Regions from separate parts of the Sus scrofa genome. Here region 1 is linked to region 2. A link is a contact called in public Hi-C data. All regions are on one chromosome and are shown on one strand. The core of a region is the stretch at or near the end of the contact, and the rest is flanking DNA. Distances in the headings are between cores, read along the strand shown.

Region 1 (3,621 bases), core at 581-3,080, 53 kb after region 2:
TTTTCTAAAAAGAAGGAAAATGCAGCCAAATTCTAAAATTCTCTCAAAAGCTCTAAGTAAAAATAAAAATGTACTGAAAGCCCATCTAAAAGAAAAGCAACTGTGCATGTATTATTTTATTTTAAAAATAAAACATGTTAGAGACTGGAAATATTACATTTCTGTTTATCCTAAGCAAATAAGATGAGAATTTAGAATTTTAATTCCAAAGAATATTTTCTTTTACAAATCTCTCTCTCTCCCTCTCTCTCACACCCACACAAACACACAAACATGGAAAGGGATAATGAAGAAAGATGTTAAGGTGTTGCTGGAATTCTACTAGTCTGCTTCACACTTATTGACGGAAAAAAAAGTTCCTCCTTTGGAAACTACATATTTTGCTAGAGGCTTTTCTTGGTTCTGGAACAACCACTTTTAAGGTATACTTCCTTTTGCATGCAGAATGGTGGCAATCTTTTCAGATAAGAAATTCTGCATTCCATTTATCTTCAGGGTGTATCTTTTGATAGCATTTCCTCAGATTAGGAGCAATGGAACCTCCTTTCTTAGTAGAAGATCAGGTTGCCTGAGTATCCTTTTTTTAGCAAGGTAAATTGGCCTGGGGCCCGAGGTGAGTGAGCCTTCTTTGCTCTCAGCCTCATCACTCCACCTAGCTCAAGTTGAGGCGGCATCACTGATTTTGAGATTTTCTTGAGAAGCAAGCTCCTGCTTTAGCCTGCGGTTGGCTCGTGAACGTCACCTTTCACCTACTTAAACACAAGTTTTGCATCGCGGGGAGGTTTACTATTCAAACAGCCATTTCTAGCGCCTTCATCACTTCAAAACCAAACCAAACCCTCTAAATGTTTTATTTCCTGTGGTATCATATCTGACTTAACGTTATAACTTCGTTCACTAATTCGTTGGATTTAAAAAAAAACCCCCTTCATCCCACTCCTATTTGTTTAATGAAAGTCAACTTTCTTATTGTGCACTGTAGCTATTGTTTAAGTCATTTGTGTTTTGGTTTGTTTGCTAATGGGAAGGCAGTCTACCTGTGTTCCGTGTCTTTTGTTTTTCCTTCCGTATTGTCTAACGTGGGATATAATGGCAACCTCCTTAAAATGCAGGAACACTTCTAGCTTCATAAGAAAAACATCCAAAGACGATAATTTGGGGTAAACTTTGTCCTTTGAAAAATATCAATCTTTTATAAATAGTGCACTGAGGGGAGAAGGGTTATTTGCAGGGTTCAGAGAAGTCAAAACAGGAGAAATAATAAACATGGTACATGGCTAGAATTTTTGAGCCCCTCTCGCTTCAGCCATTTCCAAAAATCATTTTATTTTAATAATTTGACAAATTTGTTCAAGAACAAAACAAGTAAACACGTTAAGAATGAAAATAATATGCGCATTTCCCTCTGATCTATATTAAGATTTATGCATTAGAGTAATAACTGTGTTTGTAAATCTTTTGGGGGCGGGGGGGTCGGAGTCTTTTTCTCCAGGAACGGCCTCCGCTGTAGACCCGGTCGGACCCTCCCCTCCTCCGCCAGCTTCCCGGCCGCGCAGCCCGGCTCCCCTCCCCCTGCAGCTGTGGTCCCATTCCTCCCCGCCGACGGCTCCCCGCCCCGCGCCGGCTGCGGCTGGGTCCCGTCCGCCGCTGCTCCGTGGAATGACCTGTAGTAACCCCGCCCCGCCCCCGGCCGCCCGCGCCGCGCTCCCGGCCGGAATTCGATAGGCCCAGCCCCGCACGCGCCACCGCCGCCGGGCCAATGGGCGGCGGTCTCTCTGCATATGCAACGAGCGCCGGCCGGGGGAGTGCGTCCCGGGCGGTTCGGCTCAACAGACGCTGGTCTGCCGGCGCCGGGGAGCGGAGCCGTGCCAGTCGCCGCGGACAGAGCTGGGACGACTGGGAGGAGTAGGAGGCGGCGGCTGCGGCTGCGGCGCCGGACCAGGCAGCAGAGGTACGCCCCCTTGCAGCGCGACTGCGGCGGCGGCTGCGTCAGGGTCCCCAGGAGGCGGCTCGGGGAGTGAATGCTCTGGGGGTGCAACCAGGCCTTCGTGGGCCGGAGTCGGGAGGAACCCGGGCCCCGGCGTTGCGGTGAGTGCGGCGCCGGTTGTGGGGAGCAGCGGAGCTTGGTTGGCGGCTTGGCCTCAGCGTGCGACCGAGCTGGGCCCGAGGGCGGCGGTGTTTTGGGGGAGGGACGCTGCCGGCCTGCTCGCCCCCCGGTCCCCGACGTAGCCGCCGATCCCGGCGCCGGGGGTGTGCGCGCCGGAGGTGCGGGCTCCCCCCGCGACGTGGGGAGAAGCAGCCGGGCCGGGTGGGAGGCGCCGCTGTGGGATCCGGGAAGCGGCTGAGGTGGGGCTCGGGCCGAAGGGCCCACGTGAACTGGGGGACCGCAGCGGAGCGGCCGCGCAGCCCGGGGGAGGAAGGACACACGGGGTCCCTCCCGGCGTTCCGGGGGCGGGGTGGGGTGGGAGGTTGGCTGCTTTCACTAGCTCGGCTCTGAATGTAGTCCCTGGGAGCGGAGAAACTGAGCCGCACAGGGGGGCGGGGGGCTTTGCTGCAGTGCGTGAGGAGAAATTGGAGGTGTGAGATGCGTCGACTTTGGTGGTATTTGTTCTGGCCGCAGTCGGTTCTGATGGGGCTGGGATTAATACTGTTGTTTCGGGGTTGGAGTTGAAAGTTTACCTTTCCCCAGGTGCATTTTAATTATACACTAGTTAGGGAATGTGCAATACCGAGCGACTGCTTACTGCCAGCAATCCAGTGAGGCTGAGATGATCAGACCCGTTTCACAGATGAGGAACCCGAGGCCCAGAGACATAGAACTCGTTTGTCTAGGCTGCATTTAGAAAATGTGCTCTAAGCTATTGTGTATCGGGCCCTTCAAAAATAGATAGGGCATAACGATGTCTTTGAAATTATTTGAAGGCTAGAGAGGGGCTAGGCTTCGTGTAAGTCATTATAGCTGAATAAAATGACAAACAGCTGACGCTTATTGAGCCTTTATTAACATTCCAGGCTTTGTGCTAAGAGCTTTATGCATAGTATCTCTAAAACTGTTAACATCCTTCTAGGGATCATTTTACAGCAGGAGAAACTGCCATTTGGGCCTAACTTTCCCCCAGATCAGAACAAGAAAGAAAAGCTGGGATTCAGACCCACCTGTCTGAAAATGCAGAGCTCTCACATCTAAGCACTATATTATGCTGCCTCTCCTCGGTAGCTGGCTGAAGTTGTCACACAGTGGATTTTTGTTTGGCTGCCAGGAGAGCTGTAGTTTGATGATACCTTCTTTTTTTTTTTTTTAGGTGCAACTATTTATTTATTTTATTATTATTTTTATTACTCAATGAATTGATAATACCTTCTGTTTATGATCATCCCAACTTTTTGGTTTCCCCAGATGAGTTCCAAGGGTTGAAGGGTGCCACAGGATGCTGCTGAGTTGTTCCTGAAAGTGTATTAGAAGGTTATTTCAGGGAAGAGGTGTTGTGACATGAGAGTCCGTTGCACAGAGTTTGTTTTTTTCTTTTGTGTTCTGGCACCTTCCAGTGCAGTTCTCATCCTTAGGGATGAGTAAGGCTTCTCTAGTCACTCTGGCATTTTCTTTTTAGACTTTTCTTGGTT
Region 2 (3,584 bases), core at 444-2,943:
CGGCAACGCCGGATCGTTAACCCACTGAGCAAGGGCAGGGACCGAACCCGCAACCTCATGGTTCCTAGTCGGATTCGTTAACCACTTCGCCACAATGGGAACTCCGGATGGCCGCTATTTTAACAAAGTAGTGACAGCTACTATTCATTTAGGTGCCTACGATGTGTGATGTGTCGGGCAATGCACAGTAGGCTTTGGGCATATTAGTTACTGTTTTCAAAACAGGCGTTACTACACCCGGAGTGATACTCAAAATCCTTAACAATAGGCATGGTTTGAGTGCCGCCAGTGAGAACACTGGGTATAAATGATCAGAGTGGTTATTGTTCCAGTGCATGCAGGCTGAAGGCAAGCCTACAATAATTCCACATTGTTCAGGTAAAGAAGGAGCGATCTGGAGGTTAGTTGTACAAGCTCACACAACTGGGAAATAGCAGAGCAGGGACTGGAAACCATGTCTATTGTCTGACTCAACATCATTTTGTCTCTGCCACCAGACCAGGAGTTATCTGTCGGAGGTTTCCGTATTTCTCTGCCTTGGTGAGCCTTTTGGTGTCTTCCATCATGTCCACAACTTAGTTTCAGTGCCGCCGTGGGAGAAGCTGGCTTAATATCAGGGTCAAGTTGCCTGCTGACTCTTCTCTGAGCTGCCCCAGACTATGGTGTAGGGATCTTCCTCCCTGTTCACTTGTTGGCTCAAGTATCTGACAGTATCGCAGGGTTTATAAATCTGGGTCTTTGTACTGGGCCCGACCTATCTTTCCCCAATGATATAACCTTTGCTTCCTTCCCTCCACTTTCTATCTAGATCAGGGGTGAACTACACCTAATCACGAACACATTACACATTTCTCTGAGCCAATATCAAGACTTGGGCTTCAGCTTGATGATCCAGCATGAAGAACCAAACACCAAATCTAGAACTTTCTGAGCACTCCATTTTTGGGCTAAATCCTTTCTTTGAGCTACTGTTATTGCAGCGGCTAAGGATTGCCTTTATAAGCCTTCCCCTCGGTAAACTCCTCTTCCTATTTTTTTTTGGTTATGCACACGGCATGCAGAAGTTTCCAGGTCAGAGATGGAACCTGTGCCACAGCAGAGACCTGTGCCTCTGTGACAATGCTAGATCCTTAACCCACTGAGTCGCAAGGGAACTCCTCCTCTTCCTATGCTAAGTTCTCCTCCGTCTCTCTCCTTTCTTTGTTTTTTTTTCTTGCTTTCATATTTCCCTTTAACCTCTTCTTATTTTCCTTCTGATTTAGGGCTGTGTTCAAACATATTCCAGTAAGCAGCCTTTACTTTTAATATTTAAGGCTCATGAACACCCCCGTCTCGTGGGTAGCCAGAAGCTCCATGTATCTGTGTAACATTTTTGAGACCCTCCATTAGTGGGTCAGTGATATCTACAAGCAACTTGGAATTAGTTCAAGGCCCTTGCATTAAAGATTAAAGGGCAGACTTGCTTATTCCAAACTCTACTATCCTTTCCCCAAATGGGACCTTGTCCAAAGGAAAAAGGAAATGCTTTGTTATTCGTGAATTTTATGACATTCCGATTTTACCTGGATGCATCCTCTATTTCTTCCACAAAGTCCTATTGTGCATAACATTCTTTGGTCCTATATCCTGCTGTGCTCATTGCTTCTAGAATCAATATTTGCAGTGCAAGCAGAACTTTGCTCTGAGGATAAATCCAAAGGATACTTAATGCCCTGACAAATGAAAAGCCATTTTTTAGCTGCCCTTTGTCTGACAGCACTAAATGTTGTGTTTTCTTTCGAGTTACGTATAATGTGCAGATTCCAGGCACTCCTTGACAAGAGCTTGTAATGACATGCTGCCTCTTGAGAGCTTCTCCTCCCTGAAAAGTGTTCCTCTCTGGGTCCAAAGTTCTCAGTCTAAGGGTGAAGTCGTGGCCACTTTTCTTTTTGCGCTGGAAATGAGATGGTGATGAAGACATCAGCTTCGTCATATTGGAAAACTGCCTAGTGGAGGAAGATGTGATGTCCACGTGCAAAAACACCCTCGGGGAGGTGTGCGCTACATCCTCAGGCTCGAGAGCTGCTCTGGGAAAAAAACGCATTTCCTACCCTTGCACTGCTGAGGTCACCACCTAGAGTTTAAGGGACAGCTGGAAAAGGTAGTATAGATCCTGAACCAGAAACCCCAGAAGTGGTTCTGGGCTGCCCAAGAGCCGATGTTCATTCATTTGTTTGTCACTCAACAAATATTTACTGAGCACAGCCTCTGCCCCAGACGCTGTCCAGCAGTTGGGGAAACAGGCCCGGCTGCTGGCCTTGGGGAGCTGACAGTCTCCCAGAGGTGGCCCTCGGCTCCTTGCTGTGGCCTGAGCCCTAGGACACTGATGGGGTGGTGTGAGCTGCTGAACTTCTGCTCTTAGACATGCCCAGTAATCAGCTCCAGGAGCCTCCCGTGTGGCACCTGAAACACTACAGGTAAACCTCAGATTTTGCAGTCGGCTCTCTTTTTTTTTTTTTTTTTTTTTTTTTTGGCTGCGCTCACAGCATGCAGAAATTCCCTGGCCAGGGACTGACACCCCGCTCATGTTTCTGCAGTGACAATGCCAGATCCTTAGCCCGCCCCACCACAAGGGAACTCCTCGAAATCTGCTCTGAAGATGTCACAGGCCTTGCCTTTTTCTGGTTAGGGAAACGTTGACAAAGATTTAAAACAGGAACCCAACAAGCAGTTCCTATACCTGAAGTTATAGGAAAGTTAAAGAGAAGACTGCCTGAGGTCCACGCTTTTAGAGATTATCCTCAAGAATGTTTACTCTCGGAGTTCCTGTCGTGGCGCAGTGGTTAACGAATCCGACTAGGAACCATGAGGTTGCGGGTTTGGTCCCTGCCCTTGCTCAGTGGGTTAATGATCCGGCGTTGCCGTGAGCTGTGGTGTAGGTCGCAGACGCGGCTCGGATCCCGCGTTGCTGTGGCTCTGGCGTAGGCTGGTGGCTACAGCTCCGATTGGACCCCTAGCCTGGGAACCTCCATATGCCGCGGGAGCGGCCCAAGAAATAGCAACAACAACAACAAAAAGACCAAAAAAAAAAAAAAAAGAATGTTTACTCTCATTAGGATGGATTCGTGCTGCCAGGGTCTCTGAACTCACAGAAGGTATAAGAGTTAATGTTACCTTGAATATGTATAAAAGGGTCGCTGTTTTTCCCCTAAGCTCCCTTCCCCCCTGGCAATAACTTTTCCTGCTTATCTTCTTTGGCCCCAGGAGGGAAAGGCTCCCGTTTAAGTCTTCCTTTTGAACTTAGTGCCATCTGCCTTCTGCAAAGACTTGTTCTGACATTGCATTTGAAAGCAGTTATTTGAAAAGTTCTAAAACCCAGCAATTTTAGGCCTTAAAAAAAAAAAAACACGCTAAAACCTCTAGTCCTTCATGGACTCATTCTGTCTATTTATTACGGCCATTTATTTGCTTTAAAAATCATTATAATTCTCAGGCAGACCCCAGCCACCCTCCCGCCGCGGTCCTGAGTTGGGGCGAGGCCTGGGCATCCAGGAGGCTGGGCTCAGGGCAGAGGCAGCTTCATCGTCGGGTCTCCTTGCCTGGGG

What was found. Hi-C and Micro-C count contacts between places; a contact is called where the count stands out from the background.
Region 1: a contact with region 2 is called in a Hi-C map of liver, with 2.9 times the contacts expected there. The contact joins the promoter of ACSL3 here to the enhancer-like site in region 2. A contact is called at or near these places in 1 of 5 promoter capture datasets (liver), 5 of 47 Hi-C or Micro-C datasets (brain, liver and skeletal muscle) and 1 of 2 datasets of contacts at active chromatin or transcription factors (skeletal muscle).

What each region holds. Positions count from the first base shown.
Region 1 is chr15:124,740,184-124,743,804 of Sscrofa11.1, forward strand. It overlaps ACSL3 (acyl-CoA synthetase long-chain family member 3), which reads left to right and starts at 1,831. Exons shown (of 16, transcript NM_001143698.1): 1 at 1,831-1,951.
Region 2 is chr15:124,686,923-124,690,506 of Sscrofa11.1, forward strand. No RefSeq gene overlaps it. Among named protein-coding and RNA genes, the nearest start is that of ACSL3, 53 kb to the right of the region's middle. Within about 2 kb of position 1,694, at least 3 of the 83 cell types and tissues checked have an H3K27ac peak or open chromatin away from gene starts, as enhancers often do. A contact at or near this core is called in liver, where this site is marked.